5 separate regions of the Mus musculus genome follow, and regions 2, 3, 4 and 5 are each linked to region 1. The links are chromatin contacts, called in public HiChIP or PLAC-seq and promoter capture Hi-C maps. All regions are on one chromosome and are shown on one strand. The core of a region is the stretch at or near the end of the contact, and the rest is flanking DNA. Distances in the headings are between cores, read along the strand shown. Region 1 holds the start of Mogat2 (monoacylglycerol O-acyltransferase 2). Region 2 holds the start of Rnf169 (ring finger protein 169). Region 3 holds the start of Neu3 (neuraminidase 3). Region 4 holds the start of Lrrc32 (leucine rich repeat containing 32). Region 5 holds the start of Thap12 (THAP domain containing 12).

Region 1 (5,246 bases), core at 804-3,303:
AAGTAGTGGTCTGTGAGCAACACACCATACTGCCTCCGCTTACTTCTCTGTTTTGACACGTGTGTGTATGTTCACCTGTGGGTGGGTGTGTGCACCCACATGTATGCATGAGTGTGAAGGCCAGAGGAAAGCTTTCCACCTTCTTTTGAGACAGTATCTCTCACTAGCCTGAAGATCACCCATTAGGCTAGGCTACCTCCCCAGCAAGCTCTAGGGGTCTTCCTGATTCTGCTAAGATTACAAGTTTGTGTCACCATGCCTGACATTTTTTACAGAGGTTCTGGGGATCAAACTCAGATCCTCATGCCTTGGAGACACTGAGGCCATTCCTTCAGCCCCAAAATCACCGCCATCATCACCAGGTAAAAAATGAGGCAAGACAGCAAATACTTTAGACATTTCAGAATTTGTGACTTAAAACAACAACAAAAAAACCATTTGGGCTGGTCTTGGCCCTGATTTGTTGACTACTGGTGGAGACTCTGGTCGCCTTTGATCTCCCCATCCCCCACACAGCAGGCAAGGGGACCTTTAACACCAGACTGGACCTCGTCACTTCCCTGCTGAGTCTATTGTTCTCCTTTGCCCTCAGGATAAGGGGTAAAGTAAAACTTCCCCCTCTTGGCATGAAAGAGCCCAGAACCCTTTTCTCAAATTGCACCAGTCGGTCCTCTCCTGGCTCAGGGGAGCCCTGATTTCTGTGCTCCACTCCTCGGTCTTGCCAGGTCTATGTAAGAGCAGGCCCAGGCCCAGGCTGCAAGGATGGGGTAGGTTCACCCAGTCAGACATAACTCCTGTCCTCAAGGACACAGGAGGCAACCCGAGCCTGGTGTCCATTAGACCCTGTGAGGTTGTGGCTGTAAACTACATGGCTCTGGGTCTCCGGAGCCCTTTGACCCAAGCCATCCCTGGGCTTAGGTTGCCTGCCCTCTGTTTTCTATACCCGCCATCTCTGTCTTGTATCCACACCTCCTCCCAGGCCCTCTGCCCATCCCCCATCCCTTCTTCCTCTGGAAGGAGCAGTTGCCAGGCTCCTGATTCACAGCCTGGGCCTTTCAAATATGCAATTCCTCTGCTTGGTTGTTACCAGGGGTACTTAAAATGGTAACCGACCCTGGAACAGAGGTACAGACCCATTTAAAATGGGTGCTAAAGGTGTGTGATCCTGGAAAGCCCACTTTGCAGGAATAAACCATATAGATGAAACATTGTGAGGTGGGAACACATACACACGTATACACGTGTGTTACCCGAGGGGTGTGTGTGTGTGTGTGTGTGTGTGTGTGTGTGAAGCATGCACTGAGCATGTGACTGTCTTGACAGGCAGTAGTATCTGGACTCGGGCTGAATCTGAGTCCTGGGGTGGCAGTCCTTCCCCAGTCTAGTACCAACAAAGGAGATAAGGCTCCCTCCCGTGCTCCCAGCCACTCTTCCTTCCCGGTCCACAGCGGTGCTGGAGCATCTACAGGGTGGAGAGGGACAGAGCCACACCTCAGGAGCCAGGTCAGATCTGCCTTTCATAGAAGTTCCCAGCTTTCTGCATTTTCTCTACAAGTTCCCCCATAGGGTGACACTGGCATCCCCACCATGCAGCTGGGGAAGCAGAGGCCGGTCCCTTCTCTCCTGGCCTCAGTTCCAGCTCCCTTTTTCCGAAAGGTAAACTGGAGAGCTTCCCTCTCAGAGGCATAGCCACCCAGCCTCGGGTGCTTCCCCGCCCTCAGCAGCTTGCAGCTAAAGCCTGGATGCAGCGGTCCCAAAAGTCCAGGAAACTGAAGACTGCTTAAGACATGGGAGACATACCCACACGAGGCTCTGGAAGACCCCAGCAAAGCCCCCTCCTGAATCTCTCCATTAAGCATCCTGTGCTCCCGCTGAGGCTGCCCTGCCCTTCCCGTGTGCCCGCGGCTACCCTCTTACCCAAGGCCAGGAAGGAGAAGACCCACTGAAGGACCGCGAAGGTCTGTAACCTGCGCTCCCATGGTACCAACAGGGGGGCGAACTCCACCATGCTGAGCTGGCTCAGGAGGCTCTACACACGGGCTTTGCTCTAGGTTGAAGGGGCAGGGCCAGGCCAGGCCAGCCCCAGTCCAGCCCCAGCCCAGCCCAGCCCAGCCCAGCCCAGCTCCAGGGCCCTCCTGCTCCGCCCACGCCACATCCTTTTTTCCCCGTACCTTGTAATCCCTCTGCCTAGACCAGGCTAAAGGCGGAAGAGAAACCTCTTTCATCCTTATCAGTTCTCTTAGGCAATGCCTTATCTGCCAAACCACTATTCCCACCCTCTAGAATCTGCTCAAGGTAGGGCGCAAAGAGGTGAAACCCCAAGGGCAGTGCTTCTCAACCTATGGGTCACGACCCCAGGGGGTGTCAAATGATCCTTTCACAGGGGTCGCATATCAGATATCCTGAATATCAGATATTCACATTACCATTCATAACAGTAATACAATTACAGTTATGAAGTAACAACACAAATAAGTTTATGGTTGGGGGGGGGGGTCACCACAACATGAGGAACTGTGCTAAGGGGTCGCAGCATCAGGAAGTTGAGAACCACAGCCCAAGGAGACCGGAGTGGTGACCCCTCAGCCCTGCCCAATGATCCCCTCACTTTCTCACAGGTCCACTGCTCTGCTCTTCCTTCACAAACAAGCTGCGACAGTTGGCATCAGAAAGCCCTGTGCCCATATCTCCTCTGTCTGCCTTCCCTCTGTAACTAACCAGTAGAACTCAGCAGGGCTGCGTTCAGGGTCTTTCCATCCCCCACACCGTGTAGGTCCTCAGCTCCACACGTTACACGTTTACAACATTCCACAAACTCTGCTCACAGGTTCAAGCTGACAGTCAGGTTGCTCATCTCCTTTGGTCAGCAGGCTCAGTCACCTTAGATCCTTACACTCTCCCTCCACTTTTGCCTCTCGGCTCCCAAGCTACTTTTCCTAGGACTCCTTTGTTCTGCCTACTGTAGATCAAGCTGGCCTCTAGTCTCTGCCTCCCAAGAGTTGGGATGAGAGGTGAACACCACTAATCCTTGATTCCTCTTGCCCCTTGAAGGTTGTGTTCAGGCTGGTGGCTTGTTTCCTGTCTCTCTGCCCCACGTCTAGACTTGAAGATCCAGGTGGTTCCTTGACCATCCATCATAGCTTGTACGTCTCACTGAACTCAACTTTCATCCCCTGCCTGGGTCAGCTCGACTCTTTCACACCATGGCAAAGGACAACTTCACTTCCTGAGTTGCTGAGGTTATAGCCAGAGTTTCCTTAGAGTTATTGTTTTCCTCCAGCCACACCTGTTGTGTTTTATGTTGAAGAAGAAGAAGAAGAAGAAGAAGAAGAAGAAGAAGAAGAAGAAGAAGAAGAAGAAGAAGAAGAAGAAGAAGAAGAAGAAGAAGAAGAACCAGGGAACCAGGATATGTTTAGCAGAGGCTCAGTATGATGTAGGGGTAGTGCCTCTGCAGGCCTATGCTGAGGTATCCTTTCCCTCTGAGATACCAGCCATACTACTGGTATAGTATAGAATAGAGTTTGTTTAGGGCATAGGGAGGGGATTTTAGGGAGTAGAGACAGAGAAAGGCAGAGACAGAGAGAGACAGAGAGAGAGAAGAAGGAGAAGAAGAAGAAAAAGAAGAGGAGGAGGAGGAAGAGGAGGAGGAGAAGGAGGAAGAAAATGAAGAGGAAGAAGAGAAGGAGAAGGAGAAGGAGAAGGAGAAGGAGAAGGAGAAGGAGAAGGAGAAGGAGAAGGAGAAGAAGAAGAAGAAGAAGAAGAAGAAGAAGAAGAAGAAGAAGAAGAAGAAGAAGAAGAAGAAGAAGAAGAAGAAGAAGAAGAAGAAGCCAGCCACAAACACATGGAGAGAGAAGGGGAGAGGAGCAGGGAGAGAAGGGCTAGAGAAGGAAGAGAGAAGAAGGTCAGAGAGTAAATGGGCAAACACCCCTTTTTATAGTGAGTCAGGTATACCTGGCTGTTGCCAGGTAACTGTGGGCAGAGCCTAGAAGGATTGCTAACAACATCCACCCATCACTACATCTATTCATTCTTCTGAATGTTTCCCTTTGGGTGAAGAGACGGGTCAGTAGTCAAGAGTGCTTACTGTTCTTGCAGAAGACTCAGGTTCTGTTCCCAGCATCCATCTGTTCACAACCACCTGCAGCTCCTGGGGATCTGACACCTCTGCCCTCTGCAGGCACCAGTGGCAGGCGCCAAACAGGAGCTACAGTGGGCAACTGAGCTCCCTGAAATCGGCCCACACCCTTGCTCGGCTATGATGGGTACACTCCAGAAAAGCGTAGCTTTAAAGATTTCATCCCAGGGTTGCCTCTGACTTCTGATGTGCCTTCTCAGGTTTGTCATTGTCCTTCTATTCTTTTGGCTTGGTGTCAGTGGGCAGTGGGAGACCCTCACCACCCATAGCCTAGTGTGATTACTTCCTGGGTGATAGCCTGCTCTGTTGGGCAAATTTCCTTCAGATCAACATGAAGATAAAAGTTTTTGAGGTAATGCTGTTTAGATGAATTAATAGTGACTTATGGAATTCCGGTTTTAGGAAGTTAGCTTGATTTAAGTAATTTTGGGAAGTCAGGGCAGTTGCTAGAAAGTTTAAAGTTAGAATCAGGAATAGACTGTGCCCCTTCTTCATAGACTGCCCAGAGCTGCACGAGTTTGCAAAAGGGGCACAGGGAGCTTTCATGCCTTACAATCATGTAGTTGAAGTAGCAAGAAAAAATAGGCTTGGGACAGGTTAATCATCCAGGGAAGCATTCACTCTAGGTTGGGCCTGAGTTCTCTGATCTTGTGATCTAGGGATGTGGTAACAGGTTGCGGTGTGCACCGTGAAATAGAAAGGTTACGAATAAAGAATAAACAGTTCAATTATGAGTATAAGGGCAGAGAACAGATGACTAGCCAGTCTCTCTGATCGAGACTTCAAAATAAGGCGGGAGACAGATGACCTGCTCCTTACTAAGTGCAGGTCGTCCCCAGCCAAGCACAGGGAGAAACTTGCTACTACACACTTGGCCTGCTTAAACCTTGTTAATCTCTGACAGAGAATTACTGCTCTGGGATTACAATGAGTTTGTGGAAAGAAAGAAAGAGGAGAATTGTTTAATTAGATGTAAGTTTCAAAAAAGAAATACGTAATCAATAATCCTGTTGTAATGTTTAATGTAATAATCCTCTTGCGTAATGTTTCTAATCTGTTCTTGAAGAGTATGTTTCTCGGTGGTTATTTAATGTGTGGCTGAGGTAACTTG
Region 2 (5,911 bases), core at 1,723-4,222, 740 kb after region 1:
ATTAAAGAGTGGAAGCATTAGGAAGGTTGGGAACCACAGGCAGAGAGAAAGGTATCTGACATCCCTCTGTCCTGTGTGCCCATGTAACAACACACACACACACAGAGAACAGTGTGTATAGCATAGCAAATATGTATTTTATTTTGATTTGGATTTCATGCAGATGCACAAACTGTGAAAGAGTAAACAAAACACCGGTGACCCTGGAAATGGGAAGAAAGCACATTCACCGAATGAATACTTTCTCCCATTTCCCTCAACTCACGAGTGATACAAGGTTGTTGAGATTGGTTTTGTTCTGTTGAGACAGAGCCTCCTGTAGCCCAGACTGGCCTGGATTTTATTATGTACTCAAGGATCTTGAATTTATTCTCTAGTCTCTACCTCCCAATTGTGGGATTATAGGCTTGCCCTAACACACTCAACATTGTATTTATTACATTTTTCTTTATTTATTTTGGGAGGTAGGTGCACATGCCACCACACACATGTGGAGATCAAAGGACAACTTTTCAGAGTCAGTTCTCTGCCCTCACTACGGAAGTCCTGAACTGAACTCACTGTTAGGTTGGCACTGCTGGTGACTTCTTGCTGCCCCCACCCCGTTGTTAAAGTTTTAATTAAAATAGATTGTGTATAACTTCAGTAAATACCTACCAATGCTAAAAGATAGTTTCCAAGCCCTACTCAGCAATTCCTTTTTTTTAAGTTTTGTTTTTTAAATGGCTTCCCATGATGCCAATAACCTTGAACTTCTGACCCTCCAGAGTCCACTTCCCAAATACTGAGATTCCAAGTTTGCATCACCATGACTGGCTCGGCAGTATTTTCTATTCTTCTAAAATTATTTAGCTGGACAAACATATGATTGCAATGATCCAAAAAGTAAATTTAGGGAAAATACTTTTCATTATGACCCACATATAACTGAAAGATACTAAGTAACTTAACAAGTCCTATGGATTCTCATTTTAGGTAAATGTCCTTAATCACTAATAGCCTATCCTTTATTTAAACAAATTTCTTTTAGTGGGAAAAGTTTACACAAATCAATAAGCAATGCATTCTTTCATAATTCAAATTTCAAGGTGGATGTTTCATAACAGCTCCAAGAGATATATAAAGAGAACTGCTATTCTATTTGACCATATAGTCAATGTAGTAGGGAGACCAGAGAAATTGCTTATATTTATAATCTCAGAAATTAAAGCAAGCTAAATTGAGAAAATCATATGGAATTGTACTTTCATCATAAGACAAGTTAGTTAATCTCTTTGGGCCTCAGTTTCACCTATAAAATAGAAATAAAGGTACAACCAAGAGCACTGTGATGGTTTTGGAAGGGATAACAAGAAACGCAGAAAGTAAAATGCAGAGCATCTCAGCCCTTAGACTGAAAAACAAGGTGTCTTTGGCAGGTGTCTCTGCTTGAACCAAAAATAGATGCATTCTGGACTCTACAGTTTCTAGGAACTGCACTTTCATATACACACAAAGCAATGCCTTCCTTCTGCTGAAAACGACGTAAGGCAGAATTCCTAACATAAAAGGGCTAGCAAATGGCTTTTCCTGATTCACGGTTCTTGAAAATCTCAGCTGTAGGTATGTTGCTTAGGCTTGCACCAAAGAAGCCTAGGTCTCGGTTCATGTTACAAACGGAATTTTCTATCTCAGACTTCAGCACCAACAAGTGATGGGCTGCCGACGGTGAGAAAGGCAAAGGAGTTCAGGCCAAGAGTCCTACAACAGACCTTTAAGTTGCCAGCATCATAGATGAAACTTACATAGAAAGACAGAAAACAGCCCCCAGCCAAACCAATCTTTGTCTCCAAAACTTAAATCCCACCCAGCTTTCTTCATCAAGCACCACTAACGTTTATGATTAGTATTATCACCAAAATAGATGGCATTTATCTCATCCTGTGTGGCAAGCTCTGCGCTAAGCATGCATATATATATATATTTTTTTTTTTTTTTTCCCAAGATAGCATGAGAAAGAACTTCACACGAGAGCTCATCCTCAAAACCCACTCTGCTCTCAAGTCTGCAAAGCTCCCCCTGAGCCTGGGATATCCCACACCTCATTCTCTCCAGCCCTGGAAGACACATCCCTCCTAGACCGCGCGACCCCAAGCCCTCTGCCCAACACTGAAACAAGCGCTGCTGGGATCCTCCAGGGCCCCTCCCCCTCCACGCACCAACTTCAACATGCCCCTAACTTGTTCCAGGAATTGTTTCCTTCCAAACTTCTGACTTACGCAAGGCGCGGGGTCCCCTCACTGCCCCTCCAAATTCAACACGCGTACAGTTCGCTCCAAAGTTCAACCTTCACCAACACATACTGCGCCTGGGCAGAACCCGGTCGCGACCCCAGCAGAACTCTCCACACCCGCGGCAGCAGAGCCCGGGACCCTCCACCCCGCTCACCAGGCCAGACCCGGCGGCTGGGCCTGGCTGAAGCCCACAGGGGCGAGGGGAGGCTCCACCTGGCTCCGCGAGCGGCTCCGGCTCCGGCCTGGGCCCCGAGGCAGCCGCGCCCCCGTCCCGGCGCGGGCGGCAGGGTTCTGGCTGTCCACGACGGGCGCGCTCGCCCATCAGCTCCGCGGCGGCCTGGCCGTCGTCGCGCGCCCGACGGCGGGCCCAGCCCGAACCGCGGGGACGGCAGCGACGGCAGCCCGGGCCCGCCGCGCGCGAGGCGCAGCCTCGGCACCGCGAGTGGCTGCACGGCAGGGCCGCCACTTCCCCCGGGGTCTCCAGGCACCCGGTGCAGCCCGACTCCTCCGGCCGTGGCGCTGACCGCAACACTAACAACGCGGGGCTGGAGGCCGGGCCCGGAGCCCCGGCTTTCGCTGCCGCCATCTCGTCACAGCGGCCCCTCCGGCCCCGCCGACTCAGAGCTGCCGCGGCCGCAGCGGAAGAAGCCCGAGTGCTCGGACCTGCCGCCGCCATCTTGTTTCCCGTTTGAAGGGAGAGTCGGTTGCGGTGGGAGAGGAGTAGAGGGCGGGGCAGTGCGCGGCGGACAGCTATCTGCATATTCATGAGGGGGCGGGAACCTAGTCCGCCTGGGGATATTTCTCCTAGGGCCTTTCGCTTAGCAGGAGGAGACTGCTTATTAATATTTAATGATTATTCTTTATATATCTGGTCTTTCAGCCCGCCCTCCTGTTTTTGTAGTTTCTAGCACTGAATCTTGAGAGACTGAAAGAATTTATTTGGAATTTTTGAGCGACCCTGAACTTTATAAAATGAACTATAAATATGAGCTATCCAGAAACTTGTCGAAGTACTTCATTTGGTAAGGGCTTTCTCCTCGGGGCCATAGCAGCTTGTTGTGATTAGCATGAGGCCTATCATGACCAAAAGTCTTGAGTGATTGTTGAAATAACAACCTGACCAGCCCTCATTTCAGCCCCTCTCTCTCCACATCCCTTTATGAAGTCCCCTCCCTTGGCTGGGGCAAAAAAAAAAAGCATACTTTATTACACAAACCCTGCTCCTCAGATTACTTCTGTGTTTGATACTTAAATGTAGATACTCTTGTGTAAGCTTGTGCCTTTTCTTTTCTCAGTCTATATGACTCCCTGGTCTCCTCTTTTCTTCCCCATGAAAGCCCACACTAATATCTGCAGTTCAGAGTTATTGAATTTATCATTATGGATATCTGCATGCTCCGTGCACAAACCTAATGTCTCCATCCTTTCAAAACAGCCCTTATTTCCCACATTCTATTCACAGAACCATCTCAAGGGTCCTCACGCTCCCAGCCCAGGCATCTTTAACTTATAGTCTTGTCATTTTCTGGCCAAAATGGCTCTATTTCCAGCCTGTTCCCACCCACTTCTTCATTCCATAAGCCCACTGCATGATTTCTTTCTCCTCATCTCTTCACCTAGCTGGCAGCTGTGACTTCTGCAAACTGACCTGCCATCACACAACCCCTCTTCCTATAAGCTTTGTCCCATGGATCTTAGAGTTCATTCCTACCGGCCAGCTCTGACCACATCATTCCTGTTTAAGCCAGGGAGAGGTGTTGAGACTTTGCTGTGATTTTCCTTTCTGGATACAGAGGATTTAGGAAAAAGAATGGCTCCCCCTGATGGAAAGATGACTGTACTACAACAAGTCTCGGGGTGTTGCCTATTTATTTATTTATTTGTTTGTTTGTTTGTTTATTATTTTTACCTTAAGGTGCATTTGGACCAAGATGTTATCTTTATGGAAAATCACAGGCTTTGTAAAGACATTATTTTTAAGCAACTGTATGTAGAAGAAAGCATCTAGAAGCTCCAGGTTGTCATGAGAGTGTCCACAGTTGGTGGTAACCGATTCAAAGCAGAGTGATTAATCCAAGTTGGGGTGGGGGGGACTGGAGCCTTAGGATGAGAACCTGGAAGTAAAGGACAGACAGCAACTGACAAAGGGTCAGTGAGTAACTAAACATCATGTCCAGAGAGTCAGAGGCCCAGCCTAAGGCCCAGACAGCCAGAATACTGCCAGACACAGAAGTGAGTTCTTGGATGGGCTGTCCTTTATCCGGGCACTTGCTCACTTCCTACCCAGGGACATTTTACCTGGTTCTGACAAGGAAGGCTTGTGGTACAGAGAGTATGCTAGCTAGTTTTCTGTCAACCTGACACAAGCTAGAGTCATCTGATAGGAGGGAGCCTTGGTTGAGACAGTGCCTCTATAAGATCAGGCTCTAGGCAAACCTGTAGAGCATTTTCTCAAGCAGTGAGTACAGCGGGAGAGCCTGGCCCTTTGTAAGTGGTATGACCCTGACCTGGTGGTCCTATAAGACAGCAGGCTGAGCAAGCTATGACGAGCAAGCCAGCAAGCAGCACTCTTCATGGCCTCTGCATCAGCTTCTGCATCTGGGTTCCTGACTTACTTCCTCAGTGGATTGTAGTTCAGGGTATGTAAGCCAAATAAACCCTTTCCTCTCAGAATTGCTTTTGGTCATGGTGTTTCATCACAGCGTGGTGAAACTTAGACAGGAAGCAGCCACCATTAGAAACAGTTGCTTCTTGTGAGCTGCTTACACAATAGGACTTCAGTCTGAAGGGCCTGTTCACTGCTAGCCTAGAACAGTGTAGCTTGCTTTCTTGGACACAAAGAGAAACAGAAATTTTTCTTTTCCACAGAGAAAAGTAAGCGATCTGAGTATCACTTGCCCAGATGCCAGCTCCGATCTTGTTCCTGGGCCTTTTCATTGGCTCCCTTCCTTCTTCCTGCCCTCGGTCTCCTCGGCTTTAAAATAAATGTCCTGGAATACAGCAGGCTCTCAGCCTGGGATGCACCACACAAGTGTGTGCATGTGGGCATATGACAGCCACGGTGCTGCCTCAGACTGATGCCAAAAGCTGAGATAAAGGATACCAGGATCTATGTCGTGCTCATTTTTAATGCTATAAGAATCTAACACTAGATTGTCAGGGAGACTGTTACAGTGGACACGTTCAACAGTCTCTTCTATCCCTCGAATTCAGAAGACCGAGTTCCCAGTTTCCAATTTTTTTCTCTCCTCTATGCTGTTGCCAAGGTAATCTTTCTAACACAGCAATGGTGACGAGGTGCAGGGGGTGGGGAGAGACAGATCTGTGGAGAGTTATTCATGAGGAGAACAGGAACAAGAAGATGGCTCTGAAGTTTCAGTTGACTGTGATCATGGTTGACAAGCCAGCAAAACAGAGCAACCAGGAAGGAGCACCAGCCTGAGAAGAGCACCAGCCTGAGAGGGGAGAAGGACTGAAGGCCGGCAGACATTTTGTTACATCGCATTTGCCACCATCATCTAAACCTCCACTCTGCTAAGAAACCCCTCATTCTGCGCCTCTCTGACGAGAGGAGGGAAGCTGGCGTAGGAAAGCATCTAACTGCTCCCTGCCTGGAGAAGCCAGGACTGGTCATAGGT
Region 3 (5,801 bases), core at 564-3,063, 590 kb after region 1:
ACTTTGTATCCCAGACTGACCTTGACTTGTTATCCTAGAACCTTAGGCTCCTGAGTGTTAGTTAGTTTGTGCCACCATGCCAAACAGGGCACATTATTTCTGACTCCTGAAACTGATGTAGAACAGTAGTCATGTACTATATACAATGTAATACTAGACTGAATATGTGTGTGTGTGTGTGTGTGTGTGTGTGTGTGTGTGTGGTGGTCCCACAGATTCTAATTGTGTTAAAGTTCCCATCACCCACAGACATCTTAGACACCAGTATCACAGCCCAGACATATAACACGTTTGTGATGTCAGTCATATACAAATATCTATGTACAGCTCATACAACTTGAAATGACAAAAAGCTACTTTACTGGCTTGCAATCATTCATTAGACTACACTTTGTTATTATCTTGGAATACAAACTTACAAACATTTACAGTGAAACAGCATATTACCTTAGCTGGCAGCAGCCTCACACAATCCATGCTTTCAGAATCTCTTGACACCATTTTTTCTTGTGTTTGACTTCATTTCATGTTTCACTCATCATGGCTCCAGCCGCAATAGGCATATATATGGAATATATATATATATATATATATATATATATATATATATATATATATTCTCCATACAGCCTAGCTGAGCCATACGATGTGCATACACACTGATGAAGTTCTCACAATGAAACCACATCATTGTTGTGTTCTCAGTACCAAGCCCCATCATTAAGCACTGCATTATTCTATCAATTACAACCTCCTCTTAGCACCTGGGCTGGTCTTGAACTTGTGATTCTCATGCCCCAGCCTCCTGAGTGCTTGGATTAACAGGAGCCAGGCCCCATGACTGGCTCTCATTTGTTAAAGGTTAGTAATGTGTACTTATCAGGACCATTCAAAAATGCTTTATAAACGTTAAGGCACTATACAAATTGATGTCTTTAATTATTGTGAATGCTGACCTTTTTACAATTCAGTTTTGGTTCTGCCATCACCTCAACAATTAAATTGTCATTAATTTTCACTATGATTATTCTAATAATAATGATGACAGTGGTAACACAGTGGCCTGGTCACACCTAAAGGATTCACCCAAACTATGTGCTCAGAACTAGGGGCTGAGAAGAATCTAGTACAGGTCTGCTTTGGAGTTGTTTGCTTTAGCAGATAATTCTGATTATTAATTACTGTTCCATACTCTCTCACCTTCCAACCAAGTCCTCTCTATTCTCTTTCTTGGGGAGAGTACAGTTTAGCACGACTTCTGAAGTCAGCCTTGTTTGAAGAGGAAAACTTAGGGGAGACCACTCAGTTGCAAATCTAGTATCAAAAACATTCCACCTTGGAACCTTTTTGGTCGCCCACAACTCCTCTATAGTAAGAAGACTTCACAGTCTCGGTTTGTTCCCACAGTTCTAAACTACAGCTGAAGTTTGGCTTTAGATGGAAGAAAGCAAAAGTAGAATGGTCCTAGCTGATTCTGGCTGACTCAGTCTTCCTTCCTGATGCAGGTCCCCACAGTCCCCGGCCGAATTCCGGGTGACTCTCACCCCAGCTCACCGGCTCCGGAGGCTCTCTGGGCTCTCCCGTGGAGTCTCGGAAGAAGGCCTGAAGCTGAGCTGGGGCGATGGAGACTGGATAACAGCGACAGAAACCACAGACGCTGAAACGAACCCAGTGACCGCTGCGCAAGAACTGGCAGTAATGAGACAAATATCCCAGGAGCAGAAGGAATGCGCTGGGGAGCAGGCGCCAGAGGACTGAGAGCAGCGTCTGGGTGTCAACCTCCCCGGCCAGGCCACGCCCCTTCACCGCGCAGTGCCCGCCCTGCTTGCTTCTCCACGCCCTTAACGATTGGTCTGTGGAAGGTATCACCGCCTAAAACTTCCCTAGACAGTCTAATTGTCGAACAAAGGTTCCGAGGCTCAGAGGGGACTCCTAAAAAGATAAAAGGTGGAAGGGGGTGTTTTCACACAAAGCACTGGACATTCTCCTTGCAAAAGGTTCCAAAATGTATATATTTATCAGGGCCTGGTGGTGCGGGGCTGTGGACTTTGCTAGTGTGGTAGAGACTGTTAAATTTCATCTGTCTGGACTACAAAATGAGTTTAAGGCCACCCTGAACAATTGCCCTTCTCGCAAGATTTTTAAAAAAAAGTATAAACAGAGCCGAGAAACCAGTTAGGTGGCAGAGCACTCGCCTAGCAGGTGCAACGTCCTAGGTTCACTCTCCTGTACCTTCGATAACTTATTGTATATTGTCTACACACATTTACATACATGTATCTGTCACCAAGTACTGAATCCATTCTCTTGTTTCACAATCACACGCAAGGACCATCCCATTCTTCCCCACCTACCAAAATCAAAAGAGGAAAAGGCCCCTCTTGACACACTGCAGCATCTAAGAGATCAGCCAGGGGTGGGGACAAAGAAAGCTAAAAATGACTGTTAAAAAAAAACAACAACAACACAAACAAACAAACAAACAAAAAAACAAACCGAAACAAACAAACAAACAAAACCCATCAGGTCAACAAGGCTACCAGAGGAGACTAAAAAGAAAATGAAAAAGTCACGACCAAAACAAAAACCCAAACAAACAAACATAAAAACCAAGATGTGGAGTACATTGGTATCAAAATTCACAGTGGTTCCTTATGTACCAGGTTAACATAATGAACTAGGACATTTAGCATAGTGGCATTACCCTGTGGGGAGTGACTTGTATTTGACTTATAATAGTAAGATGTATGATAGCACCCTTCACCTTATAATATAAGAAATCACACCCCCAAGTGTGGGTCTAACCACAGTAAGATAGAAAGCAGCACAGCAGGGCCGATTCGGCCGGACCCCATTCCTCCTCTGCCTGTGAGGATGCCAGGGGGCAGGGCCCTGTCCACCAAGGAGCAAAGTGACTTCCTTTTATTTCATCCCAGTCATGTTAGGAGTTTCTCTCCCAAATGGCTGCCTCCTCTAGTTCCAGTGTAAGAATATGGGGTCTTCTTTCTTTGAAGTGAACTTGATACTCAGAAGTAGAACTCACATGGAGAGAAACAATTGAAACTCATTTTTTTTGTTGGAACCAAGTAAAACATAAAGGAATTTGTCAAAAGATGAAGGGAAAGATGGAATATTAACTTAAAGGATGGAAAAACATTGACTCCTACTGAGTTTGAATCCCTGAGCCTGAGCAAATACCATGGGTACGGCAGTGAACGCTCTAAGGGATGGGCTTTCCTAAGACACAAGATCATAACAGGATGGGATTTTCCTTCATTCCTTTTTAAATAATGAGAGATTAGCCTGACAACACTGAAATAAAATAAAGTAGTTTCCTGCTAAAAGTAACTAGGACTTCAAAGAAAAACAGCTGATTTCAGAGCAGGGGAAAGAGGTATAGCATAGGCTTTGAGTATCTGGTCTTACTTGAAAACAAGGTAGCTAGAAGAAAGCAACAAAGGCCATGCTCAAAGAGCTGACCTAACAAGGATCCTACTACCAAATATGTGTGGCAAAATAACAGCTAGGTGCAGTGCTGCACACCTATCCTAGAATTGAAGAAGCAGAGGCAAGAGAACCACATGCTCTAAATCAGCAGGGGTTTTAATAGTAAGTTCCAGAGGACTTGGGGCTACATACTGAGAACCCGTGTAAAAAGGGGGCAGGGGAATAACAACTTACAAAGGACTAGATTAAATGTTTAATGTTATGAGAACATGGTGCCGGAGAGAGGTGCCCCAGTAGTTGAGAGGGCCCAGTGCCCGCACCCACATGATGATTCACCAACATCCTTAACTCCACTTCCACAGGACCTCTTCTAACTTTTGAGAACACCAGGCATGCACATGGTGATGTCTTAGAGTTTCCATTGCTGTGAGGAGACACCATGACCAAGGCAACTCTTACAAAGACAATATTTAATTGGGTCTGGCTTACAGGTTCAGAGGTTCAGTCCATTATCAAGGTGGGAAGCATGGCAGCATTCAGGCAGGCATGGTGCTAGAGGAGCTGAGAGTTCTACATCTTCTTCTGACTGCATCCAGAAGACTGTCTCCCAGACAGCTAGGAAGAGAGATTCAAAGCCTATCTGCCACAGTGAGACACTTCCTCCAACGAGGTCACACCTCCTAATAGTGCCAATCTCTGGGCCAAGCATATTTAAACCACCACAGAGCACATACATACATGCCGGCAAAACACTTATACACATAAAATAATAGAAAAAAATTAAAATATCATAACATCATATAGACATATGGAAAAAAGTCTCTCAGTCATTTCAAGAGAGTGCTATGGAAAAATAAAGCTAGAGTAAAAGTAGAAGGTAGAATAAAGCTTTGTTATACAAGCTGTATTCCAAGGTGACTCACTGTTCTCCTAAATACTACTAATACTACTACTAAATAATAATAATAAACAATTGATATAATGTTCTTAGTTTGCAATAGCTTGGTGGCTGCTAGAACCATATAATGGCCCAGTGTAAGTCTTTGTGTTGGATCAGTGGTTCTCAACATATGCCTTTCAACACCTTTAGAGGTCGCATATCAGACAGATATCCTGCCTATCAGATATTTACATTATGATTCATGCCAGTGGCAAAATTAGTTATGAAGTAGCAGTGAAATAATTTTATGGGTGGGAGTCACTATAGCATGAGGAACTGTATTAAAGGGTCTGAGCACTAGGAAGGCTGAGACCCACTGTACTGCATGAATCAAGCCAAAATCATTTGAGCACACTATGCATAGCATGACAAATAGACACAAGCAGTTTATTATGAGGGCTCCTGTATAACGTCTTACTGCTAAACAACCAATCTGACAGTTGAAGGTGTAGTTCAGTGGTAGAGTGCTTGCCTAGCTCTGGTTCAGTCCCCAGTCACCCCCACCACCACCACATGCACACACAAGATGGGAGTAGAAAAATCTGTTAAATGGCATCATTAAGATACAACTGGCCAAATTCACAAATGTCAAAGGGCTAGGGGAGAGGAGGGGACAGACAAAACATTAAAACTTTTCAATCTACTACAAAACCAAACAAAACTGAATTTCTAGACCTTGTTTGGGTCCCAGATTGAATAAATGAATTCTGAAAACACATGGAGGTGATTTTACCAGTGAGCAGACATTAGGTGACAGTTTGGTTTTGTTTACTAACAGCATTGTAGCTGTTTTTTTCAGTCTTCCCAGCAGTCAGCACCAAGGCCCCAGATCTTGGTTTCTAATAGCTGATTCCAGAGGTGGAGCTGGGAAAAAAGCAAGCTGAGTGTGCAACACCTTGTGGCACATAAAGTACAAAACGTCACAAAGTGACCAGGAGTTCCTTCCCAGGAGCTCCTTAATGGCCAAAGATGAAATCCCTAGGGCTAGAAGATATTGGTAGCGAGAATATAACCCATAGAATAAAGTAAAACCAAGCCCATACCGATGTGAATAGTTGTACTAACCAAGGGGAAGGGGAGCTCTTCCTGACAGTAGAACTCCAGCTAATAAACACTGAAGGAAGAAATGAAAAATACCACTGTCTTCCCTTTAAAGGTTGGCAAAGGGGCTCCATTTGTCGCAAGAAGATGTTATAGAAAATATAAGTTTATTTCTAAAATACGAAAACAATTCAGAGCCATTTCCAAGGCTTTTGGTTATCAGTTGAGAACTCTGCAGAAGGGTGAATCAACTGGTTTTCTCCTGTCATAGACGCTGGGACACACTTTGCAGGTCCTCTTTCCAGGAAGGCCCACAGCCACAGCTGCAGGACCAGCTATCAGTCATCTGTCGTTACATCAGGTGATTCTGGGT
Region 4 (5,656 bases), core at 2,200-4,699, 750 kb before region 1:
CCCAGTTCCCAGCAGTCCCCGGCTGCAGTATTGTGGTTTCACGGTCTATGGCTCAGCACAGACACGCTATGAAGATGCTTGGAGCTTCGTGTTTGTCTTAAAAGTTCTCACTTGGCACCTTGCCACTCCCTGGGGGCCTGGGGAGCCTGTAGGGGGATCAGTCAAAGTGCTCACTGCTGGGAGATGCTTGCTGCTGGTGCGCTGCTGGTACACAGAGCCTGGAGGCCCCTGTGTGATGGGGGAGGAGAGTTGGGGGAAACTGGGCCTCAGCGACACCTGCTACCCCTGCATGGATGACTCTGACAATCACATGTTCCACTAAGAACAGAAAACCAGCCCTCTGGGGGTCACCCAGGCTCAATAGACCTGCTGACTTCAAGATGACCTGCCCTACCCATTGTATGGATAAGGCCAGAATCTCCGAGCCTGTCCCTGAAAGGGGCCATGATGACCAGCCAAGGGGAGATCTCCAGAAAAGCATCCACCCTACCCCATTCCACAACTCTCTTCCCTGCACTAAAGCCATTCATTCCCCAGTGCAAATTACACACCTAGTTTCTATGTGGGCTTGTCTCCCTGGGCCCAGTATTGGCTTTCGGCTTCAAATTCTTTTCTCTAATATGTCTGACACCTAGACACATGAATTGTACTTTCTTATTGTCCCTTCAAGAGACAAGGTCAGAGCCGTGATCCTTAACAGGTATGGTCAGCACCCTCTTTGTATAAGGGAAGATGAACGGGGAAGAGCCGGGGAAGCCAGGGTTCTGGCCCAGCAGTTAGGGCCCTATTAGCATCTAGTGGGGGAACTCCCTGGCTCCCAGGAGCCTGCATCAGTAGTCAGCAGGGTCACAGAATGAAGATAGCCATAACTGAGCACTAGATTCTGGTGTAGGATGGAAACCTGTGCTTAGTTCCTGACTCCCAAGTGGTGTGATTTGAGACAGTCACTTGAACTCTCTGAGTCTTGTTTTCCAGTCGATGAGGATAGAAGCTAATGGAGAGCTGTGTGTGGCCATCTTTACTCTGGTATATCAAATAAAAAGGACTGAGCCAGAACAGGGGTCCGGCAAAGGGCGATGGAGACTAAATTAGGGATCGGATCCTTCTCATTCCGATCCACAGTTCAGCAAGGACAGGACGCTCACAGAGTTTTAGCAGCATGCTCCGAGTCACAGTGGATCTGTGCACCATTGGCCTTCTGGGTCACTAGCTCCTATGCCTCAAGGGTTATCCTGCCTCAGCAAAATTCCCCCAGGGAGTCTTGAGAAAGACTGAGTGTCTGAGAGCCACTCTGTCAGGGTGGAACCAGTAAGGACCCAGGAAAAGTTGTGTCCCCTGTCTGACCTGTCACCTGAGGACTGTGTTGAAGACATCCAGTTTCTGGCAGATGGAAGCATCAGTGGCAGGAAACTGATGGAAAGATGCCCTCCGTGGGTCCTAGAAAAATGTGCTGTCCGTGGCTGCCTTGTAAATGAGACCCTGCTTGGATTCTGACATCCATCACTCCCTGCAGACTCGAGCTCTGCCTCCTGGAGGGGGTGAGGGTACTTTTACACTTCTGGATCAGCCACCCTCCTTGCTCTACTTCCTCAGCCTCACATCTGCCCACAAGAGAGGATGCTGGACAATTTTATTTCCCAGCTTCCCAGGGCCTGCGGAAGAGAGACAGGCTCCTCACTGGGTTCTCAACCCAGTCTGTCTTATGTGGTCTCCCCAGCCAGAGGAACTGTAGATTTACCATTTGTCTCGCTCTACAGAAACAAGTGGAGGTCAGAAAAGTCAAGCAACCTTCCCCAAGTCACACAGCATGACAGTTCAAGAGCAGAGATGTAGGGGGTGGGGGCTAAAGAGTTCCGCCTGGTCCTCAGTCCCAAGAGACCTCTGTAGTTGGGGGAGGACATGCTTGGTTGCCCCTCTATCTCCTATCTCTTGGGGAGCCCCATCCGGGCACAGAACCCCATGTGCTTCCTAACCACAACCGCAGCCCCTGGGGGCACAAGGGAAGCAGGCCGCTCATCCTGTAGTGATGGCACCAGCCCTGCCCTGCCCCCACCTTGAGCCAAGTTCTAGGGCAACTCTGACGGTGTGAGAGAGCATCAGGCCATCATGGGGAAGCAGGTAGGGAGAGCCCCAGCCTACCTGAGTCTTTGTTCATGCTCTGCCCTCGCTACAGAGTAGTCACAAAGCCCCTTCCTCGATTGATACATGACCCCATGGACTCCAACCTGGAAAAGGTGTCCTCCTAAAGCAGCAGATGAGGAACGGTCTCTAACACCCATCGGGTGCAGGCCCAGGCCTACATCGACTTCATCCAAAAGAGCGGCTCTTGCCATTCTACACTTGGCAGAGAGGGGAACTGAAGTTCAGTCTGACTAGATAGTACACACAAGGGCTGAGGTGGGAGAGCCACAACCCTGAGAGCTCCCGAGGGTGGGTGGGGGCAGGAAGCTGGGCTACTCTGCTGCTCTGACTCCTTATAGCATCAGAGGATGCCTCCTTGGTGAACCTTTCCCTGACCTTAGGTTAGGTCAGGGCTCTAGACTGGAGTTGTCAGGGACTGTCCTCTCTGGGTTGTTCGCACCGCATGGGTCCATCCAACCACTGTGGACTAGATGGGAGGAAAGGCCCAGCTCAGAGCCCAGCCCTACTCTGGCTCACCCCGCTTGGTGCTGTTAAGATAGGGTGGATGGCCCTCCTCTAGGCGCTGTGACCACCAGGGAGAACATTATGAATACAGAACTAGAGACTGGAGGACGGCAGCAACACTCTTCACCCATCTTTCAGTCTAGACCCAGCAGGGCACGGTGCCAGTGTCTGAGGAGGCTAAGTACCTTGTAAAGGCAGCGGCTTTGGGTAAGTTATGAGACTGTCATTATGCAGTTTAACCTATCAGAGCCTCAGGTCCCCCAAATGTCCGTGGGGACCTGACAAGTCTCAACCAGCTGGCTTTTCCCTCATCCCACTCCTAGCCTCAGCTTCTCTATCAGTAAGCAGGGGACACTGACAGGCTTGGAGATGACTTAAAGGCAGGATAGCTGGGGGGGGGGGGGGGTGGATGGGACCCCCTCAGGGCCATCCCAGGGCCAAAGAAGGGTCACTTCCTTCCGTGCCGGTGGTTGCCAGTCACCTCTGGGTGGCCCCCTGCCTTGGTGCGGTGGCGCCAGGATTTCCTCCGCGGACCTGCGGCTCCCTGCACCCAAGACCTCGCGGGCCCACGGCTGCACGTGCGGCTGCCTCGGCCTAGCTTCTTTTGTGATCCTTCTCCCTCCAGTCGTTTTTCGGTTTCAAGCGCCGCCCTAGCTGGGTCCGGGCGATTCCAGAGCAGAGGCGATGCTCGGTTCCTAGGTCCGCACGGCTGGCAGGGCGGTGTTAGGACCCCGCGGCTCAGAGTCCCAGGGGGCGTGGCCGGGCGGCCGGTGCTATTTAAAAGGCGGGCGCCGCCCCCTCCCGGCCGGCTGGAGCGGCGCTGCAGCGGTCCGGCCTCGGCGGGCCAGACCCCCGGGGTTGCGCGAACGATGCGCGGAGGAGTCAGGCGGCGGCGGCGGCGCTGAGCCAGGTAGGGGCGGCGGTCGGCGGCGGTGCCTAGAGAGCTAGGGCCGGACCCTCCCTCGGCACCCGGGTGTTAGCAGATCTACCTAAGGAAGGGCTCAGATAGGCGTTCCCATTTGACAGCTGGGAAAATCGAGGCAGGAAGCTCTGGGTGTGCCTAGGAGCACACAGCCAAGCAAGCAGATTAGGATTTGAATTCAGGTCTGCCCCAGGCAGACATGGGCTTTCCACACTACCACTATTATCTGGAGGGGATACCCAGAACTCTTTGGGGAGACTTCTTTATGTGTGATAGATAGGAGGGACCCCCCTACCCCACCTCCACCCTGACATTTCACATCACAAGCACATTCCTTTGGGTTAAGGTCTGATTCCCCTGAGATGTAGGATGTCTCTAGAACGGGCTGCCCCTAGTGAGTGATTCACTGCACTGTGAGCCTTGAAGCTGCTCTCCCAGGCCCCCTTTGACAGTAGTCATAACAGACTGAGAGCCCTACCGCTCAGTATACTCCTGGGCCTGGGGCTGTAGGCTCCTGAGTAACTTAGGAAGGAAGTCTTGGCAGTTGCTTTGGAGGCACAGGGGCTGGATTCTGATACCGACTCTTCGATTTACTGTACAAGTGCCTTAGGGTAAGTCATTTCTCTGAATCTCGTGGTCTGGGAGAGAGATCCACAGGGTGCCCGTGGGGTCTGCACTAGTGGAGACCACCCAGCACTAAGGGACTATAGATCTGGCTGAGTCCCAGTTGCAGCACACCTAGGGGCTAAGGATCAGGCACTTTGCCTTCCCAAGCCTCGGTCCTCCAGTCTGTAAATGGGAATTATAGTAATCACCTCACTTGGTGGTTGTGAGAGTTAAAAGACCTGCAGTCAACCTAGGGCTTAGAAAAATTGTAACCTCCTTGCATAGTAGGGGCAGTCTTATTTTTATTATAGGTTTGACTCCACTATCTGTCTGTCCCCCTCTGTCATGCACGCGCGAGCACGCGTGCATGTGCACACACACATACAAGCACATACAGAGATATTCTTTGACACCTCTCCAATCAGAATCCAGCTACCTGCCTGCAGAGCCAGGACCTCTATCCTCAGCATCGTTGGTATCTGAACCATCAGGGAAGGACATGGAAGGGTCCCAGTACTTTCCTGGTCATGCTCCACCTGATCCATGCTAAGCAAGGATAGCCAGTGTTGGAATGGGAACTGGTGTGTCCTGCAGATGAATCACCTAGGCAAGGAGAGATAAAGAATTTGCCCTGAGGACCACACTAGCCAGTGGTGGGGCTTGACAGTGAGCCCTGGGTTTGAATGCCTCTGGTTGTCCCTGGGGGGCTGAGTTCTCACTGCTGCAGATGGGGCACAGCAGGGTGCTTCTTTCCACCATAATTCTGTGGGGACTGTCTCTTCTGGATGTGCAGAGGAAGGAGAGACAGGGTCCCTTTGGGCATCCCTACCTTAACCCCAGGTCCTAACTTGTCCTTATTGCAGCTGAATTTGTGACATCATTCAGCCACTTGTTCCCTGGGAGAAATTTAGTGAGCATATACTTAAGGAATGAAGCAAATGAGAAATGAGAGCGGGAGGGGGGATAGAACACCCAGGAGCCTGAGCAGGAACATTCTGGACCAGGAGGGAGCAGCCAAGCAGAGTCCTTCCCCATCCCCCATCCCCCTCCCCCCCACACACACCCACCACCAGGCAGCAGGGAAGGTACTGAGGTGACTGAGGAGTTTGCTGAGGGGAAGAAGGTGGTAGGTGGAGCTGATGGGAGAGAGGGTGACGTCTGAACGCTACTGGAGATTTCAAAGTGATTTGTAAGATCTGGCATGTGATTTTGAAACGTCACTGGGTGCCATGTATGGGGCAGATTGTCCCGTCCTAGAGGGAAGCAAGAAGGCAAACAGTGGAGTTGGCTGTTGCAGTGAAGGTGGGCGGCTTTGAACCTGCTGGACTAGGGCGGGGAGGGGCCAGGGGGACCTCTCCTCACCTGTATCCCATAGTGGAGACTTGCCTGCTGCTGCGCCATCTGACTTCCCTGTGTCATAAGGTGGGTCCCCACGGGTACTTCCTTTTCAAGAGGTAGGGAATCACAGTGGGGTGTGCTGTG
Region 5 (5,985 bases), core at 1,405-3,904, 540 kb before region 1:
AAGAACTCTCTGCTCCACATGTCTGGACCACAGCTTAAGTCATGGGCAGGAACACGGGCCCAAAAATCAGAAAGGAGAGAGCTGTGTGAGTGGAAATGCGTACCAAACCAAAGCCCCAAAGCAGACACACCTGGAAGGGTGGCCCAGAATCAAACAACAGGGAATCTGAGAACCAAGAGCAAGCTAGACAAGAAAATGAGTGTCTGCAGGGCACTGAGAAAACACTGAGATATGGGATCATGGCTGGATCTGAGTGTACAGAATTAGGAACCTAAGAGAGCTGTGAAGTAAGGTCCAGGACAGGACAGCAAGCAGGCACTTCAGAGTTAGTGGGAACTCTTCTGCCACCTAGGTCATTATGATCTCTGTCGTGTTCATTGACGGTGCACAGCCATTTCAAAGTGCTTTGCTCTGGACTAAGTTAGGGCGGTAATTCCTCTTCCCCCAAACCTGAGACATCCTGCTGCTGTTTGACTACTGCTGGGTGTCTTAGCGTTTTACTGCTGTGAACAGACACCATGACCAAGGCAAGTCTTAAAAAGGCCAACATTTCATTGGGGCTGGCTTATAGGTTTAGAGGTTTAGTCCATTATCATCAAGGCGGGGACATGGCAGCATCCAGGCAGGCATGGTGCAGAAGCTGAGAGTTCTCCATCTTCATCTGAAGGCTGTTAGTGGAAGACTGACTTCCAGGCAGGTAGGGTTAGGGTCTTAAGCCCACACCCACAGTTACACATCTGCTAAAGGCCACACCTCCTAATAGGGTCACTCCCTGGGCCAAGCACATACAAACCATCACATTTCACTCCCTGGCCCCCACAGACTTGTTCAAACATATGAGGCTATAAGGGCCACAGCTAAACATAGCATAATACAAAATACATTTAGTCTAATTTCCAGAGTCCCCAGTCTATAGCAGCTCAACAATGTTAAAAGTTCAGAGTTGCTGGAGAGATGGCTCAATGGTTAGATCTGACTGCTCTTCCAGAGGTCCTGAGTTCAATTCCCAGCAACCACATGGTGGCTCACAACCATCTGTAATGGGATCCAATGCCCTCTTCTGGTGTGTCTGAAGACAGCTACAGCGTACTCATATACATAAAATAAATAAATAAAATCTTTTAAAAAAAAGTTCAAAGTCTCTTCTGAGATTCATCCAATCACTTTATTGTAATCCCAATAGCAAGACAGGAAACCAGCTGGGCAAACTCCAAACGCTGCATCTCCATGTCTGATACCGTAGCAGTCGTCAGATCTCCTACTCTCTGAGCATGCTCCCTGCAGAAGGTGGCTGGCAGGGGCCCGACTTCTGGGATTCTACACAGGCAGAGCCATTTCCTCATCAGCACTCTGCTGCAGCTAACTCCACATCTCAGAACTTGTCCTCTTTTCCCTCACCTATAAACTAGCGTTCTTAATTTCCTTTGAATGACCAGATGGACACTCAAATTTCCCCAAGTTCAGGCTGATCCTTCAAAATACTTGCTATAGCTTTGACAGACGTTTTTCTCGTGTTCAGGTTTCCTTTCAGAATGAATCTAATGGTTTCTTTCTCTAAATGTAATTTCTTCAGCCATCCTTCTCACTGTTAACTGCTTGTTCACACAAAGTCCGTGACCTTTTGGATATTTGCATCCGTTCTGTGGGTGACTGGACGACTACTTCATGGATCATCTCAGACATTTTCCCACCCTTCTTTAAACCTTTTGTGCCAGTCAAATACTCAAGCCCTCGACACCACTTCACCCCCATACGCTTCTTTCAAAAGTGGTGGGTCTTACTTGCAGACGTGTTCGATTTTACGCAAAATTTGATACTTTGTTCTAAATAGCGGCCACTCATTTTGAAACAAAACCATACAGGAACGTTATCAGGCCAGGACTGTGAGAAGCCTGAGGTAAAAATCTCTAGGGTGCTGCTGGCCTAATCATTGCACTATTCCTGCCTCTCTGGAAACCACCAAGGAAGTTACTGCTTTTCTGAGCTTTTACCCTAGCGTCTAGTCAAGGTGTGCGGCTAGCAATCTAGCACTAATTCGGTCACAGAGTAACCGGAAGGCAAAACGGGTTAAAAATTAAATCCTCTACAACTCATGTTTGCGTTCAACCCGCGAGTTGTTTCAAAGCAATCGCAAGGGTCATCCCGAATCTGTTGCCTTTAAGAGTCTACGGTGACTCACGCAATGGACGCATGAACCGTGACAACTTTTACACAAGCCGGGCAGACGCAGCCGTGAAGTAACGTTCTAGCTTGCCCTGGATCTGCAGGAACCCGCACACAGCAAACCTACCCGAATAACCCGGGGTTGCGCTCGCCAGTCCCGGGGAGACTACAGCGCATGCGCAATTCCTTCCTTGCGCGGGTTGGGTTGTGCGCATGTGCATTGAGACTACGCAGCTGGCCCGACCCTCTCGAGTGCGCATGCCCGCCCGCAGGGACGGTCGCCTGCGAAGAGGGCGGGGGCGGATAGCTGAGGGAAGAGAGGGCACCCTCCAGCGCCAGGGTGCATTGTGGGAAGGAGGCGGTAGCGTCCCGGGCGGGCTGGAGGTGCAGCAGCGGCGGCGGCGGCGGTAAATCCTCCCGGCCGCACACAGCACTGTGGAGCCGCGGCCCCAGCCCAGCCTCGGCCCGCGCGCCCCTCCTGCCCCTCGCGGCTTCGCGCGCCAGCCCCTCCTCCGCGCGCGGCCTTGCGGAGCCGGCCGGCCGGCCCAGCTCCCCTCCCCGGCCCCGCGGGGCGGCCGCGCTGCCCTGACGAGGCGGGGAGGGGAGGGCTGGACCGGCCGGCGGCCGGACGACCATGCCGAACTTCTGCGCTGCCCCCAACTGCACACGGAAGAGCACGCAGTCTGACCTGGCCTTCTTCAGGTTCCCGCGGGACCCGGCCAGGTGAGTGGGGCGCGGAAGCTTCAGGGACTTGCGCGCACGTGCGCTCGCGGGCACCCGGCCCAGTGGGTGCCACCCGGGGGCGCGAAGGCGGATGAAGTGGGCGCTTAGCGCCTTTGGTGGTCCGACGCGGTTCCTTAGCTGTCAAAGAAGTAACCCTTCTCCAGGGCTGTGTTCCCAGGGGCCCTGCCTTCCCCCGCGTCACTGGTCTCTTCTAGGACAGTGTTTCTGTTTGGAGGCGAGCCGCTTTCTTTGATCTTAAATCAGGTCACAACTGCCTCCTTCGGACTTGTCAACCCAGTGTTCAAATGCCGACCGTTACTCATTGTCTCCCTTGGTTGTTGGGACCACAGAGGACAAGTGTGAGGGCGTGGGAATATGGTATTGCAACTTCACTTTTCCTTGGGGTAGTTTATAATCTGGGACGTAGTCTGAGAATCATAGGGACTTAGTGTGATAGACTGCAGGTAGTTCTCAGAGCTCTCCTGTTGGCTCATTCGTTTAAAAATCAGTGCTTAACCATGTTTGAAGTACTCATGTCAGGTGCTGGAGACTCGAGTGAATTTTGTCACGGACGGCAGAAAGCACCTAATCCACAGAGAGAGAGAGCAGATCTATCAACGAGCGCTGAATATAGCATGATATTAATTGAGCAAATATTTATTGAAAGCCGACAGTTGGTAGAAATTGGTCAGAGTATGAGAGTGGGTAACATGAACCAATGAAAATCCCTCTTCTCAGAGGTTACATTCAAGTCTTGGGAAATTGGCAAGTAAAATATTTATAATACCGTGTCCAATAATGAAAAATATCCTGAAGAAAAATACAGCAGGGGTTGGAAGGGCTTTTAGCTAGGGAACAGGTGGAAAGATAGCTCAATGCTGAAGAGCACTTATACTCGCAGAAGGCCTGGGTTCTATACCCACATTAGGTGACTTCAGTTCCAGGGGATTACACAACCTCTTCTGGCCTTCCTGTGTACCAGGTATGCTCAAAGTGCAAAACGCTCGTGCATATACCAGAGCAGATTAAAGAAAAAAGCATAGCCAGGGAGCTGAGCAGTGGACATTGTCTGTTATCCCAGCGCTGAGGAGGCAGGGAGAATTGAGATTTGAAGCAGGCCTGGGTTAGAGTAAGTTCCAGGCCAGTTAGGGCTGTAGTGTGAGTCTTGTCTCATGAACCCGTTTAAAAAAAAAAGTATAAAAAACGGAGGCACAGTTTCTATTTTAAACATAACAGAAAAAAGTCTCACCATAATGAATCTGAACAACAACAAAAAAAAATTGAATTGGGGAAGGGGAGAGCTGTGCAATATGTTGGAAAAGCATCTGGAAACAGTAAGAGTGAAGTCAAGGCATGCTTGCTGATGAGGTTTATATGGGAGACGGAAATTGTTTAGGAAATTGTTGTCCATGGAAGATATTCTGGTGGTTATCCTGAGTGAAGTGGGAGAGTTTAGAGCTGCAAGAGTTCTTAACAGGATTTTTGGCTGCTTGTTAGTTGTAGGGAAGTAAAGATATGAGCAGGAAGACCAAGGGAAGACTGTTGCAATAATCCAGATCAGTAGAAGAGGATGAAGAGGGAAATTGATGCCTTTAGATAAGGTTTGAAGATGAAGCCAACAGGATTTACTAGTAATTTGGATGTCGTTTATAAGAGAAAAGAGTCAAGACTAACTTCTGAGATTATGTGTGGGTATGGGGTGTGTGTATGTGGAGGCCAGAGGGCATCCTGTGTCTTGCTCTATTCCTCCTTTAAGAAGGATCTGACTGAACCTGTAGCCAGATTCAGCCAACCCCAGCAATCCTCCGTCTCCACTCCCCAAAGTGTTAGAGTTACAGAAGTTTTTAACATAAAACAGTTACTGACATAAGAAAGATTGGAGTATTAGTCTGTTCGGAAGATATTATAGTTTGATTTATAGTGTGATACCTGGTAGGCTTGGACAGGCAGAGATGTCTTCAGCCAGAGGATGGAGTTTAGCACTAAAGAACCTGATTAGCATGCATGAGGTTCTCGGTTCTGTCCCCTGTACTGGGGGAAATAGAAATACCTTCATACCACATGTGAAAATGAACTTCATATGGCTGCTTTCTCTTTTTCTACATTGTCATCAATATTTGTCTCTTTTTTCCCCCCTAAGATGGTTTCTCTATGTAACCCTGGCTGTCCTGGAACTTACTCTGTAGAGCAGGAGGTCTGCCTGCTTTTGTCTCCTAAGTGCCGAAATCAAAGGAGTGAGCCACCATGCTTGGAATAGATTTCTGTTTTGGTTTAGATCTCTTTATAAATATGTTTATATATTTGAATCGCCTTTGGATGTGTGGTTGATGGCCTTTTAAAATATATTCATTTTATTAATTTATTTATTGGAGACAAGGTCTCATTCAGTCTAGCCTAGAATTCACTATGTAATCCAGGCAGGCTTTGAACTAGCTGCAATCCTCCTGCTTCAGTCTCCTCAGTGCTGGAATTATAGGCATGAACCACCATGCCTAGCTTGTTTTGATGTTTAATGTTTAGATTTGACAGTCACTTGAAATTTATTTTTGTTTATGTTGTAAAATTACTAGTCAAGGTTTAGTTCATAAAGATATCATATTCAGTATGATTGTTTAAAGGACAAATACATCTTCACTTCTGTTCAAGCTACTTTGAGGTTTTTAAAAGGTTTTTTTTTTTTTTTTCAGTTTAGGGATTCAGTTGAATCAGTAAATCAGTTTGGGGGAAATAATGTGTTTAGAGTTTGTTTTTGTTTTTATGAACTTATGTACCTCTGTTTGTTTTTAAGAGAGACATTATACATCTTTCCCAATATTTATTCCTACATGTATGATATGGAAACACATAGGATTAATCACTTGGGCTTTTCTGTTCCATACTCACTCAGTTCTTGAGTTGATATTGGTATCAAAACACTTTTACCTTAGAGATACTGTGGACAGCAGTGTGTCTGTTTGTGGGATCTCCAGAGATTAAGAATTTACAAATGTAACTATAAGCTGGGTGGTGGTAGCGCACGCCTTTAATCCCAGCACTTGGGAGGGCAGGGGCAGGAGGATTTCTGAGTTCGAGATCAGCCTGGTCTACAGAGTGAGTTCC

Evidence for each region. Promoter capture Hi-C pulls out the DNA fragments that hold promoters and counts their contacts. HiChIP or PLAC-seq counts read pairs in DNA pulled down with a chosen protein or histone mark.
Region 2: a promoter capture Hi-C map of liver shows a contact between it and region 1, with 2.3 times the contacts expected there. The contact joins the promoter of Rnf169 here to the promoter of Mogat2 in region 1. A contact is called at or near these places in 2 of 39 promoter capture datasets (both in liver) and 1 of 115 datasets of contacts at active chromatin or transcription factors (pancreatic cancer cells).
Region 3: a promoter capture Hi-C map of liver shows a contact between it and region 1, with 2.6 times the contacts expected there. The contact joins the promoter of Neu3 here to the promoter of Mogat2 in region 1. A contact is called at or near these places in 3 of 39 promoter capture datasets (the C10 cell line, cranial neural crest and liver).
Region 4: a CTCF HiChIP or PLAC-seq map of embryonic stem cells shows a contact between it and region 1, with 6 times the contacts expected there. The contact joins the promoter of Lrrc32 here to the promoter of Mogat2 in region 1. A contact is called at or near these places in 4 of 39 promoter capture datasets (embryonic stem cells, second pharyngeal arch cranial neural crest and stem cell-derived epiblast-like cells), 1 of 15 datasets of contacts at CTCF or cohesin (embryonic stem cells), 1 of 115 datasets of contacts at active chromatin or transcription factors (pancreatic cancer cells) and 1 of 9 other capture datasets (embryonic stem cells).
Region 5: a contact with region 1 is called in a promoter capture Hi-C map of neural stem cells. The contact joins the promoter of Thap12 here to the promoter of Mogat2 in region 1. A contact is called at or near these places in 2 of 39 promoter capture datasets (neural stem cells and pre-B cells), 2 of 115 datasets of contacts at active chromatin or transcription factors (embryonic stem cells and pancreatic cancer cells) and 2 of 9 other capture datasets (embryonic stem cells and pancreatic islet).

What each region holds. Positions count from the first base shown.
Region 1 is chr7:99,236,558-99,241,803 of GRCm38.p6, forward strand. It overlaps Mogat2 (monoacylglycerol O-acyltransferase 2), which reads right to left and starts at 2,054. Exons shown (of 6, transcript NM_177448.4): 1 at 1,918-2,054. The coding sequence starts at 2,008.
Region 2 is chr7:99,977,486-99,983,396 of GRCm38.p6, forward strand. Rnf169 (ring finger protein 169) reads right to left here and starts at 2,973. Exons shown (of 6, transcript NM_175388.3): 1 at 2,487-2,973. The coding sequence starts at 2,949.
Region 3 is chr7:99,826,604-99,832,404 of GRCm38.p6, forward strand. Neu3 (neuraminidase 3) reads right to left here and starts at 1,814. Exons shown (of 3, transcript NM_016720.2): 1 at 1,555-1,814.
Region 4 is chr7:98,486,542-98,492,197 of GRCm38.p6, forward strand. Lrrc32 (leucine rich repeat containing 32) reads left to right here and starts at 3,450. Exons shown (of 3, transcript NM_001113379.2): 1 at 3,450-3,556.
Region 5 is chr7:98,700,593-98,706,577 of GRCm38.p6, forward strand. It overlaps Thap12 (THAP domain containing 12), which reads left to right and starts at 2,655. Exons shown (of 5, transcript NM_028410.2): 1 at 2,655-2,886. The coding sequence starts at 2,798. Gm15506 (predicted gene 15506) reads right to left here and starts at 2,336. Exons shown (of 1, transcript NR_144495.1): 1 at 1-2,336. It also overlaps the pseudogene LOC108167485.